Linked DNA regions of Arachis hypogaea: region 2 is linked to region 1. The links are chromatin contacts, called in public Hi-C maps. All regions are on one chromosome and are shown on one strand. The core of a region is the stretch at or near the end of the contact, and the rest is flanking DNA. Distances in the headings are between cores, read along the strand shown. Region 1 holds the start of LOC112758618 (universal stress protein PHOS34). Region 2 holds the start of LOC112758551 (caffeoylshikimate esterase).

Region 1 (5,585 bases), core at 1,584-4,083:
ATAAAAAAATGTCACTATAAAAAATTACTTTAAAAAGGTAAAATTTTAAAATACAAATGACAAAATAATTTTATAATAATAATTTAATTATTTTTATTATTTTATGTACAGAAAATTTTGTTTATTAAAATCTAAAAATAATATTAAAATTAATGCTATCAAAAAATATTTTAAATTTAATATTATAAAAAAATAAAAAAAATATATATAAAAGGACTAATTTGATTAATTTTTAAAATTTTAGGGATGGAAATGACTTATATTTGGACTTTCAGGACTATTTTGATTATAAATAACTTTTTTACATGTCAAGTGACACATGACGTACTAGGTGTCACTGACCTGACATGTCATCATCTAACTAACGGAAGGATAATTTGACTTACATTTTATCTTTCAAGGACTAATATGACTAAAAAAATTATTTAAGAACTTATTTAAAAAATAAATGATCTTTTAGAGACGAATTTTACTATTAACCCTTATTCTTTTATATTAAAAGGCATCTATAAGAAGTAAGTAAGGATAAAATTATAAAAAGGTTTATTAATATATTACAATCATAACCCCACCCCTTCGTGAGACTTGCAATTTTATATTACTTCAACTTCAACGTTAGCTTTAATTTGAACACATACATTGATTGTTCTAAAAAATAGAAAGAAATAAAATAAAATAAAGTACAATATATGTGTGTATGACTAACAAGAAAAGAAATAACATTTATCAAAATATATATATGGGAGGGAGAAGAGGGGAAGTGGAAAAAGTCCAATGTATACAACACATCCTACATGCATATATTATTTTCTGAGTTCTATCTCGGAAATACAAAGTAAATTGAAGGAAGCATATATAGAGTGAAGCATTATGATTTTCTTAAAGAAAACATGTCTCCCCTTGAGATGAATATATTATACATCAGTGCTTGGTTTTGGGCTTCTTGACGATCATGACAGTGCAATGAGCATGATGAGCACAATAGTCACTCACACTCCCTAATACAGCTCTGCAACCTCAAAGGAAACTCAATCAGCACACAGCTTTTCATACTTCATTTCAACATACTTTCATAAAACAAGCGACAGATGGTGTACCTTTTTATAGCTCCGTAACCATGGCTACCCACCACCAATACCGAAGCGTGGTGCTTCTCCACAGCTTCACAAAGAACATTTCTTGGATCGCCTTCTACCACTTCCACAATTGCATCATTCACCTAATCATCAAACAAAGATATTAATTATATTGTCATCTCACTGTATTCAGCTATCATCTGCACATTAGGATTAATTTAATTAGTTAAGAATAAAGTACTACTTTAGATTTTTAGTCTCCAGTACTTAGAATAAATTCTATTATTATTCCTAATATTTCAAACGTCCTATTTCTTTTCCAAAAACAATTAAACAGTTTTAATGTTGTTCTACGGTTAATTTTGACGTTAATAGTTAACGAAATGAGTGATGTAGACGTTAATAACGATACTAATTAAGTCATATCTTATTTCATGTATTAAAAAATGTAACCAAAACCTTCCTGTAATACTTCTTCTCTTTAATTTTTTTGGTTCAAAATCCCAAAGGAAAAGAGTAGGGGCAGCAATTTTATTGAATTTTGGCCAGCATGTAACCAACAGGAAAAGGTGAGCCATTGGATGAAATCTCACACCAATAAATTATCATTGATGGCTATTTGATGACTACTAATCACAAAAATTGCTGGCCCCTAGCATTGCTCAATCCCAAATTCTAACAATCAATCCTTCAAAATCAAAGAAAAAACTTTTATATTAGTGATCGTTAGTAGATTAATTTTATTTATATACTGAAATCGAATGCTATTGGCTTTTCAATATGCGACTTGTTTATGTCAAATTTAATAGTGAGACAATATTAAACATGCTTAAAACTTTTTTGAATTAAAATATGATATTTAAAAATTTTTAAGATTAAAATACAACGTTTCAAACATTGGAAATTAAATTAAAATTTGGATCTAAATATTAGGAACAAAATAATACATTTTTCATTAGTTAATTAATTACTTACAGATTTGTTGATGCAGAGTTGTTTAGCTTGTTCTGTGACTCTGGCAGCAGTCCTTTTAATATCGGCTTCCACCATCGGAAACACCTCAGGGGCTCCTACAACTACTTGAATTAGTACGTATCTATATGCGTATACGTATGTATACGTATGCATGGATGGATATTCGAAAATACATACGTACATACCAGGGCCTATGATGCCAACAGCGGAGGTAACAGAAGGCTTGGCAAAGACGATAACGAGCTTGAAGATGGGAGTGGGAGAGGGTGTGATCAAGTGGTCGAGGGTCCATTCAAGAGCGTAGGTGCTGTATTCACTGTCATCCACACCAACCACCAACACCTGCTTCTCTCTTTCTGGAACCTTCTTTGCGCAGCAACTTGCCATGGCTCTGATCTCTCTGCTTGCTTAGTTATTGCCTCCGATCCAAGTTAAAATAGTGTGTTATTAGTGGCGCAACTGGCTTGGTTGATTCGAATTCCAAGGTAGCGTAATGCTTATATGATTGGCATATGAATCGGGTTCATGAAAACTACCCTCCACTCCACGCTTTATTCCCGATTCTACATTCTTCTCCTAACTCCTCTGCTTTCTTATACTGACATTTGTGTTTACGTGAATGATTAAAAGTTTCATTAAGTTACTTAATAATTGTATTATTTTATGCTTCGTTCTGTGTTAGGTATGTGTTGTTAAACCTAAACAGGAAAGGAATAATCTGGAGCTTCGGATTCTAGACATGTCCACAGACCTTCATATAAAGGTCTCATACTCTTATGTATGTAATAGTAATCACTTGGTCGTTTGGCAAACATTCCTTTTTAAAAAGAAATTCTACCAAATCCCTATTCCTCAATAAATGCTTCCATAATCTACTTTTCCATGCCTTGTTTTTTGTCTTATAACTTTTTTTTTCAATAAATTAGACCGTTTTCAAAAACTCACACACAATTTACCACTTGAACTAAAGCCTCAGCGTCAGCTGCCATTCTTTCTTTCTTTCAAAAACTTTTTTTCCCTCGTTCCTAGTCACGTATAGCACAACTCCAGAAAGAAATCCCTTAAAATATAAGTGGCCCATAAATAAATAGGTTTTTTGTTAACAGAGGCCCATAAATACTATTAATGGATTCATAAATATACGGAATATGAAGCCAGATCAGGGCCAAAATAAAAAGAAGCCAGCTATACCCTATTATTTGAAGTTTTGAACTTGTCATTACAAGCTGAAAACACATGTGGTGTCAAGGACTTCTTGAATTTTTTTCCCCTGAAATCTACGAGTGCATTATTTTTATTTTCTGTTTTTATTTTTATTATTTTTTTTAAATTTTATAAAAAAAATAAAAACAAAAAACACAATTTTATTTTTACTGTTTTTATTTTTTTATAAAATTTAAAAAATAAAAATAAAAAATAAAAAATAAAAACACAAACAAAATACACCTAAAATTTCTGGACTCAATACCAAAAAAAATAAAAATTTCCTGACTTAAAAAAAAAGAAAAAAGGCCTACGAGTTTACGAATTTTGTAATAAAGAGTTGACGTATCCTATTTAGAATTGACTTAGGTGGGGACCTAAAATCAGGATCTTAGTGGTCTTTTAAAATAATATAAAATATAATGTAAAATGACTATCTTGTACTTATTTTTTTAGCAAATTTTTTATTTTAATAAATAAAATAATTATAATAATTATTGAAATAAATAATTTAAAAATATTTACCAAAATAAATATCATTCTCTTATTTCTTTGTATATATCTCGTTTATAATATAAACGAGATATATATATTTATAAATAATTAAATATAATTTTTAAAAATAATAAAAAATATTAATAATTTAAATTGGATCAAACTCTTAAAAATAGAACATTTTAAATAATAGGGAAGATGAACGATTTTAAATAATAAGAAAGATAATCAATCCATTTTAAATAATAAGAAAGATGTGGAGAAGATAGTTTAAACCCTAGCAGAAAAAGAGTACGTACTCCGTACTCAGAGAGAATGAGAGAAGGAGAGAAGGAGAGAGCGGGAACGAGTGTTTGAGGGCAAAACACAGGGAGGATGGCGGCCATGCCGTCGGAAGAGATAAGGGGGAGAGTGTGTGGGTGGGGGTGCATCCGGTGCCAAGGAAGGTTTTTCATGAGAGGGTTTTTCAAATCCTACAAAGATCTCCTTTAGAGATAAAGTCATTAGTCCAGAGAAATCGAAGGCGTTTGCACTTGCAGGATCTCTATCTGGGGATAGTATAGCCACGGTGGTGGGCAAGCAGGGCGATTCCCAACCTCCATGTGTAAACTTCACTGAAGAAGCCAAGCTTTGTTTGGCAGAGCCTTATCGAGAAGCTTTAGTGATCAAGGTTCTTGATAAAAATTATAGTTACACATCTCTTTCACACAAGTTTCGGATGGTTTGGCGCATCAAATGTGGCTTTGATCTGCTTGATGTGGGGTTTGAGTACTTCATGGTAAAATTCGATGCATGTGAAGATCGTGAGAAGGTCATGCTTGGTGGCCCGTGGTTGATTGAGGGGCACTATGTTGCTGTAAAACCGTGGGATATAGATTTTCGGCCATGTGAGCAATCCTTCGGGTCTACGCTTGTATGGGTTCGAATTTCGGGACTCCCAATCTGGTGCTATCAGGAACAGGCCATAATGCGTATTGCTTCTGCAATAGGAGTTCCCATCAAAGTGGACTTAGCCACTAAGTTGGCTGAGAGAGGACGATATGCCCGAGTATGTGTTCAAATAAATTTAGGACTGCCAGTGATCAAGCATATCATTGTGGAAGGCGTAACTCATGTAGTGGAGTATGAAAGTTTAAATTTAATTTGTAACTCTTGTGCACGTTATGGTCACGATATGGCACAGTGCTTGGATAGAGACTCTAGGGAAGGAAAGAGTGCTGATTTCGATGCCACCAAGCCACGGGACGGTACAAAGGCAGTGCCACATCCTGAAACCAAAATTCACAATTCAAATGAAGTAGAACCTAATGTGGTAGGTGGCGTTACTGGCGAGAATCCTGCATCGAATTTGCAAGAGGATTTGGAGGCTAATAATTTGGAAGGAAATAATGTTGAGGAGGCTTGCATGCATGATGAACCAGGCTGGGAGCAAGTTGTGAGGAAAGGTAAAACCAAGCTGGGTCAGAAGCAATCTAACAAGGTCCAAAGAGGCATTCAATCCAGAACCGATTCGGGTAGAGTAATCAGGCCCACCATTCACTTCTCTCACACGAATGGATCCAGCTCCTATCGCGCTAGGGTCGGGTCACGAGTCAAGGTCGGACACAGCGCCTTCCGTGTTGGTGAGACGTCGATCTCCTCAACCCGACACACCCCAGTGCCTTGCGGGTCCTCTCTCCGGAAACGACCAAGGCCGGGGTCCCTACAGAGCTCGCCAGTTGAGAAGAATGGAGGCACGGTGGTGGAAGCATCGTCATGTCTTCCTGCAACCGTGAAGGAGGGTGTTACCGTGGCGGTTCCATTGGAGAAGGAAGGCGTATTGCCGGCTGTTACTAC
Region 2 (5,585 bases), core at 2,016-4,515, 130 kb before region 1:
AAGATATTTTTGGTATAATTTGTATATAAATAAGAAAAAAATGACAGTGATAAAATAAAAGGGATTATAGGAATATTTTTTATGTCGTCGAATCATTAAATAGGGATTATAAGAATATCTTTCATTGAATATTTATAATTTCTCTAAATTTTCAATTAGGTCCCTATATTTTTTTTCCTTTCAATTAGGTCCTTAGGGGTATACAAGTAATTTCACAATTCACTAACATTTTTTTAACGTTTAACGTTAACAAGGACTAAATTGAAAAAAAAAATAATGTATAGGGACCCAATTGAAAAAAAAAAAAGTATAGGGACCTAATTGAAAATTCGATGAAACTATAGGGACCTGCAGAGTAATTAAACCTTTTAAAAACTTAAACTTAAACTGATAGGAGAAGGTAATATTAATAATATTTTTAATAATGTCTTTAAGCAAGAGTTTTTTTTGGATTTGTTTGTTTTTTGCATCAACTTTCTTTTCACTTTTTATTTGTTTTATACTAATTTTTTTTTTATTTTTGGGGTATTTTAAGGATTGAATTTAAGATCTTTTGGATATAGAATTTTGATATTATATCATGAAATTATTCATCCCAAAATTTTAAATTGATAGAAAATAACATTAATGATTATATCTCTAATAGTAGTAAGATATGGTGGTGGTGGATTAAGAAAGAAAAAGATAAAAAAGAGAAACTATAAATATAAAAAAATATTACAAAAAGTTTGTTGAAAGTAGTTGCTAAAAAATAGATTTTTAGTTGGACTCGACGAAAACATATTTATTTAGTTCTTCGTTGATTAATTCAACAAAAACATTTGCTATCCAAACAAGTATTATGGGGCTGGATGATGGGTAGGTTATAGCTTCATTTAAGAAAGAAAGCAAAGTCAAACCAACGAATCGAAGTTTCTAAAATCTGAAGTATTTTACTCGGCTTTTTATTTTGTCAAACTCTTATTGCCAATAGAGTCAAAAAAAAAAAAAAATTGCTAACAAATTAAACATGTTAAAATTTTATGGTGAGTTACATGACCAATGACAAAGTTATTTTAGTCTAGTCAGTCTAATAGTTTTCTGATACAATAAAAATTAGTTGAAGAAAAATAGAAAAGATGCTTAAGAAGAAAAAAAAAACTTGATTAAATTTGGTTACAAAAATAATTTGTTTAACTACTCTTTCTCAAAATCTTAATATACTGAATGCGTTAAAAATGTTTCTTTTATTTAACAAGTATCTTTTAACGCCACATTCACGAAACAAATTTTCTAATCTTGTAACTTAATGTTGTGTTCCTGATTATTTTGACAGGATTACGTTGCCAGAACAAAGAGAGTTAAGATAGATTGGGAAAGTAATAATATAACTAGACAACGGAAAATGTGAAATCCGTAGCTTTTTTTTCTCCCATAAATCATAATGCCTGTACCAAATGCGTTAAGGTGGTTTGACAAGAAAGGAGAAAAAGGTTGTCCATTTTCGGCCACTTTGAGCTTCTAGTACAGAAACCTACAGTGACAACTATGGGGTTTCCACATTCAATAAGGACCTACAAAAATTAATAGTTATCATTCTCTCAATGCAAGAAAAGTGGGTAGAAGGAGCAGGACCACCTAAAGAGAAGAAGATGCATACGTCAAAGGCGGTGTGGTTTGACCAATTTGCTTGCAGTTTCCAAACTATTCATGCTTTTCAAGTTTTATTTCGTGGAGAACTTGTTTTCTTAGCATAAATCTCAAATGCTTTGTTCAAGTTTACATGCAGGTAAACCCAGCCTGGCAACCTTTAATAGTATTATGTTTCATCTATTTATTTTTAGGTATTTTTTTTTTCCAATAAGCATAATTTTCAATATGCTAAATTAAAAAAAAAATTCTATAGAAAGGTTATTTTGTAGGCTAAATTTGATGTGTTTTTATCGAGAGTAAAAGTGACCTCTATCCGTCCTACAGTCTACAGAGTAGTACAGAGCAGAGACCACTGTGTTTATTATGCGTACCACCATTTTACACCTATCCTTTTTCTGAACCATATTTACGAATCCATTATGTTGTGCAACTAACTACTACTAGAAGTCACTAGAATTGAGTACCAAATCCAAAGGAAAGTAAACAGTTCATCAAGCTCATTATTATTTATTTTTCGAAAATGAAACTTTATCATGTCATATATATCTCCGATATATGTATAATTTGATCCTAGAGAAGACAATTAATATTATTGCTAATGTATGTGCATGTGTATCGGCAAATTAAATGTTGAAACTGGAAATTAGGACTAGAGAATTGTGATGACGAGGAGACGTTACCACCGACCAGACCAGTGTGAACTAAAATACAATGCAATCAAGGCATTTATATCTGGACGTTTCTATTTTACATTATGAATAGTTGAATACTTTGGTTAATTGGGTTGGAGGCGTAGGTGCTCCATCCTTCAAATTAAGTCACCTAAATTTGAGCGTTAATGATAGAACAAGAAAATAAATTAACTCCCTCTCTTTGAGGCAGAGACGTAGAAAAATATTAGATAATTACTCTTAACATTTTTATTTATTTTATTTTTAAGTTAATATTAATTAATTTTTTATTATTTGTTCTTACTAAAAATATTAGTCCTTTATCATTTTCTTTACAAAATGACTATTTTTTAAACACTTAAAATAAAAAAAATTAAAAAACCAACAAAATATATTATTTTTTGTCAGTACTTTTAATCATCAATCTAGTAATTCAGTAATACTTTTAACCCATATTTTTAAATATTAACTAACAACTGACTAAAAAAATAAATTCTATTGACCTTTTAATATTTTTTCTTAAATTTGCACCAACTTAATTGGCTTTTTATGTTATTGTTTATTACTATTTCTGTTAATATATGAGAAAAGAGGAGAAAAGGACTTTTAATATAACAAAAATGTTTGGCATTGTTTAAAAACTATAAGTAGTCATAATTTCTTTTTTTTTCTTTTATTTGTATTTATTAATTATTATTAGAATAAATATATAATATCAAATATAAAAAAATTGTATAATTATAAATATTAAATCAAATAAAATAATTTTAAATTATTGTTTGCCAAACATTATTTTAAAAGCTATAACTCAAATGACATAGTCTTTCCGTACTTACCTAAAATTAAATCACCTAAGAGGTTGCGGATTCCAGCCTACAAATCTTTGATAAAAAAAATTCTAAATTAATTGGTAAATTCAACGTCGTCTATGTATATAAGAAAGGGACCTACATCAAAATTCATGTGTGTAAGCGTATATACATATGAAAGAAACATGCTCTCCTTATTCACTTCACTTGTACATATTTCTCTCTCTGTCTCTCTCTCAAGCTAAGCTCGTTCATGCCATCTTCATCATTATTCCTCTGATTTTGCTGCATGCTTTTTCTACTCATCAACTTAACTTTCAGATCCATCATCACCTTGGTCTCTTGTAGCTACAATATAATTTAGTTTAATGGATTTAGAGTTTGAATATCAAGAGGTAAGAAGTAAGTAAGTAAATTCATATTATTATAGTGATAGTGATAAAAAAAAATGGTGATATATATATATTCATATACTAATAATTAAGTAGGAACGAACAGGAGTACTGGAGAAATTCAAGAGGAATGCAACTTTTTACATGCAAATGGTTACCTCTATCTTCTCCAAAGGCTCTTGTCTTCCTTTGCCATGGTATCATTCATTCACTTTCTTTAATTTCTGGTTATTAATTAGTGGGTGCATCATGTGTGTGAGTTGTGACTGATTTAACTCTGCCTCCTCCTCTTCATTAATTTGCAGGGTATGGCATGGAGTGCAGTCGCTTCATGAGAGGTAATAAATGTTCTTCTTCATCAATTACTCTTCTACTCTCAACTCTCATCTACTTTAACTCACCTCTTTTCTCCTCTCCATTTTTTCCTCTTTTTTTAATGCTATATATATATCCTGAAAATAATATTTATTAAGGTTTAGGATTATAATCTTAAAGCCTCACATTAACGAGTTTTTTATCTTATAAATTCTTTATTTTTTGATGATTTTTTTAGTTTAAGATTAATTTTATGTACTTCTCACATCTACAATATTGATATTTAATTGATATTTATTAATACAAAAATAGTTTTTTTAATTTTTTTTCTATTAATATTGTTAGATGTGAGATCATATTTTACAACACTAATGAGAAAAAAAAATTGAAAAAATTAATTTTTAATAAATTTAGAAATGGTCTTTTTTTTACTCACAAATAAAAAAGTTATCTATATTAATAAGGATTAATGCATGTATCACTATCAGATTTCCACCTTCTGGTGCCAGTGGTTGAACCTCCAACATAAAACAAAATAATAAAAAATAATTAACTACATAGCCATATATTCTCAAAATAATTTAATTAGTTCCCCTAACTTGGGTTTATTAAAATTAGTAATTTGACTCTCATCTACTTAATTAGTTAGGCTACCTTCCAAGTTTGGATACACTATATAGTGCCATCTAGTGTAGCTACCGTTGCCAAGTGATGTTACGGTTGAACCAACTAAACCACGGTATAGTTACGATTTATATGCAACATGTGGCACATAGCTATAGCGTTGGCGTGAGCATAATTAACTCAAATTTATAAAGAAGCCTTTCCATGGGATAAAAGAAATTTTAAAAAATGGAGGAAGATAACTTTGAGAAATGAGAATTGAGAAGCGTGGATCCACCAATATTAATTCACACAAAAATTGTTGCAATCAAAACATTAATTGCACTGTCGCCACTTTAGCTGTAGCCATATTACTAGGCATTGGTGTTATGAAATCACTTGTAGAGTTGGCGGTGGTCACATTATTTGTAGAAAGAATCATTTAATACTTTGAATATGTATATGATCTTCTGTCCTAATTTGCACTAGTATCCTGCTGAATGTTGAGATGTCTTCTAATTTTTTTTTTTTGAAAAAATTTAAAGAATTAGTATTTTTACTAAAATTTAGTCAATATTTAATTATTAATAAATAATTTTACATTATTAAATATCATTTTATATTATTAAAAATACTGATGATAATTAATTGATAAATACACTGCTAGTCCCTAAGACTTTTTTCTTTTCTTTTCTGTATTCAATCACAGAACTTGGTTTGTGGTCTTGTCTATGTATGTAATCTAGTATTGACCATTTGACCGTACCAATTCATTTTGAAACAATCAATTTCTTTAGAGTCATCTTGAAGTGTCTTAGTCTCTACTCATTAAAGATATATAATTATGAAAAGCTCCTTTTTGAAAAATCAAGTAATTTTAGGTTTTAAGAAAATAAATATTCATCCGGTTTTTGTAGAGTAACAAGTAAAGTTTTAGTTATGAAAAATTTCTTCACTATTAAACTAAAATTCTTGAGGTTTTAATATAAGTATTTGCTATGGTACCTAAAAAATATTGTTTAATTACTAAAATAAATTACATATTTAATTTTAAATTTAAAAGTATAAAGATTAAAAAATTTTAAATACTTTAAAGCTATTATAAAAAATAATTTAAACAAAAATTAGACACCAAACAAAAAATACCATAAAATTAGCCTTTA

What was found. Hi-C and Micro-C count contacts between places; a contact is called where the count stands out from the background.
Region 2: a Hi-C map of an unstated tissue shows a contact between it and region 1, with 4 times the contacts expected there. The contact joins the promoter of LOC112758551 here to the promoter of LOC112758618 in region 1. A contact is called at or near these places in 3 of 8 Hi-C or Micro-C datasets (leaf and an unstated tissue).

Annotation. Positions count from the first base shown.
Region 1 is chr16:11,480,968-11,486,552 of arahy.Tifrunner.gnm2.J5K5, reverse strand. LOC112758618 (universal stress protein PHOS34) reads right to left here and starts at 2,833. Exons shown (of 4, transcript XM_025807332.3): 1 at 2,237-2,833; 2 at 2,052-2,146; 3 at 1,098-1,219; 4 at 713-1,009. The coding sequence starts at 2,438. The coding sequence ends at 922.
Region 2 is chr16:11,610,912-11,616,496 of arahy.Tifrunner.gnm2.J5K5, reverse strand. It overlaps LOC112758551 (caffeoylshikimate esterase), which reads left to right and starts at 3,265. Exons shown (of 7, transcript XM_025807257.3): 1 at 3,265-3,507; 2 at 3,611-3,701; 3 at 3,810-3,842. The coding sequence starts at 3,481.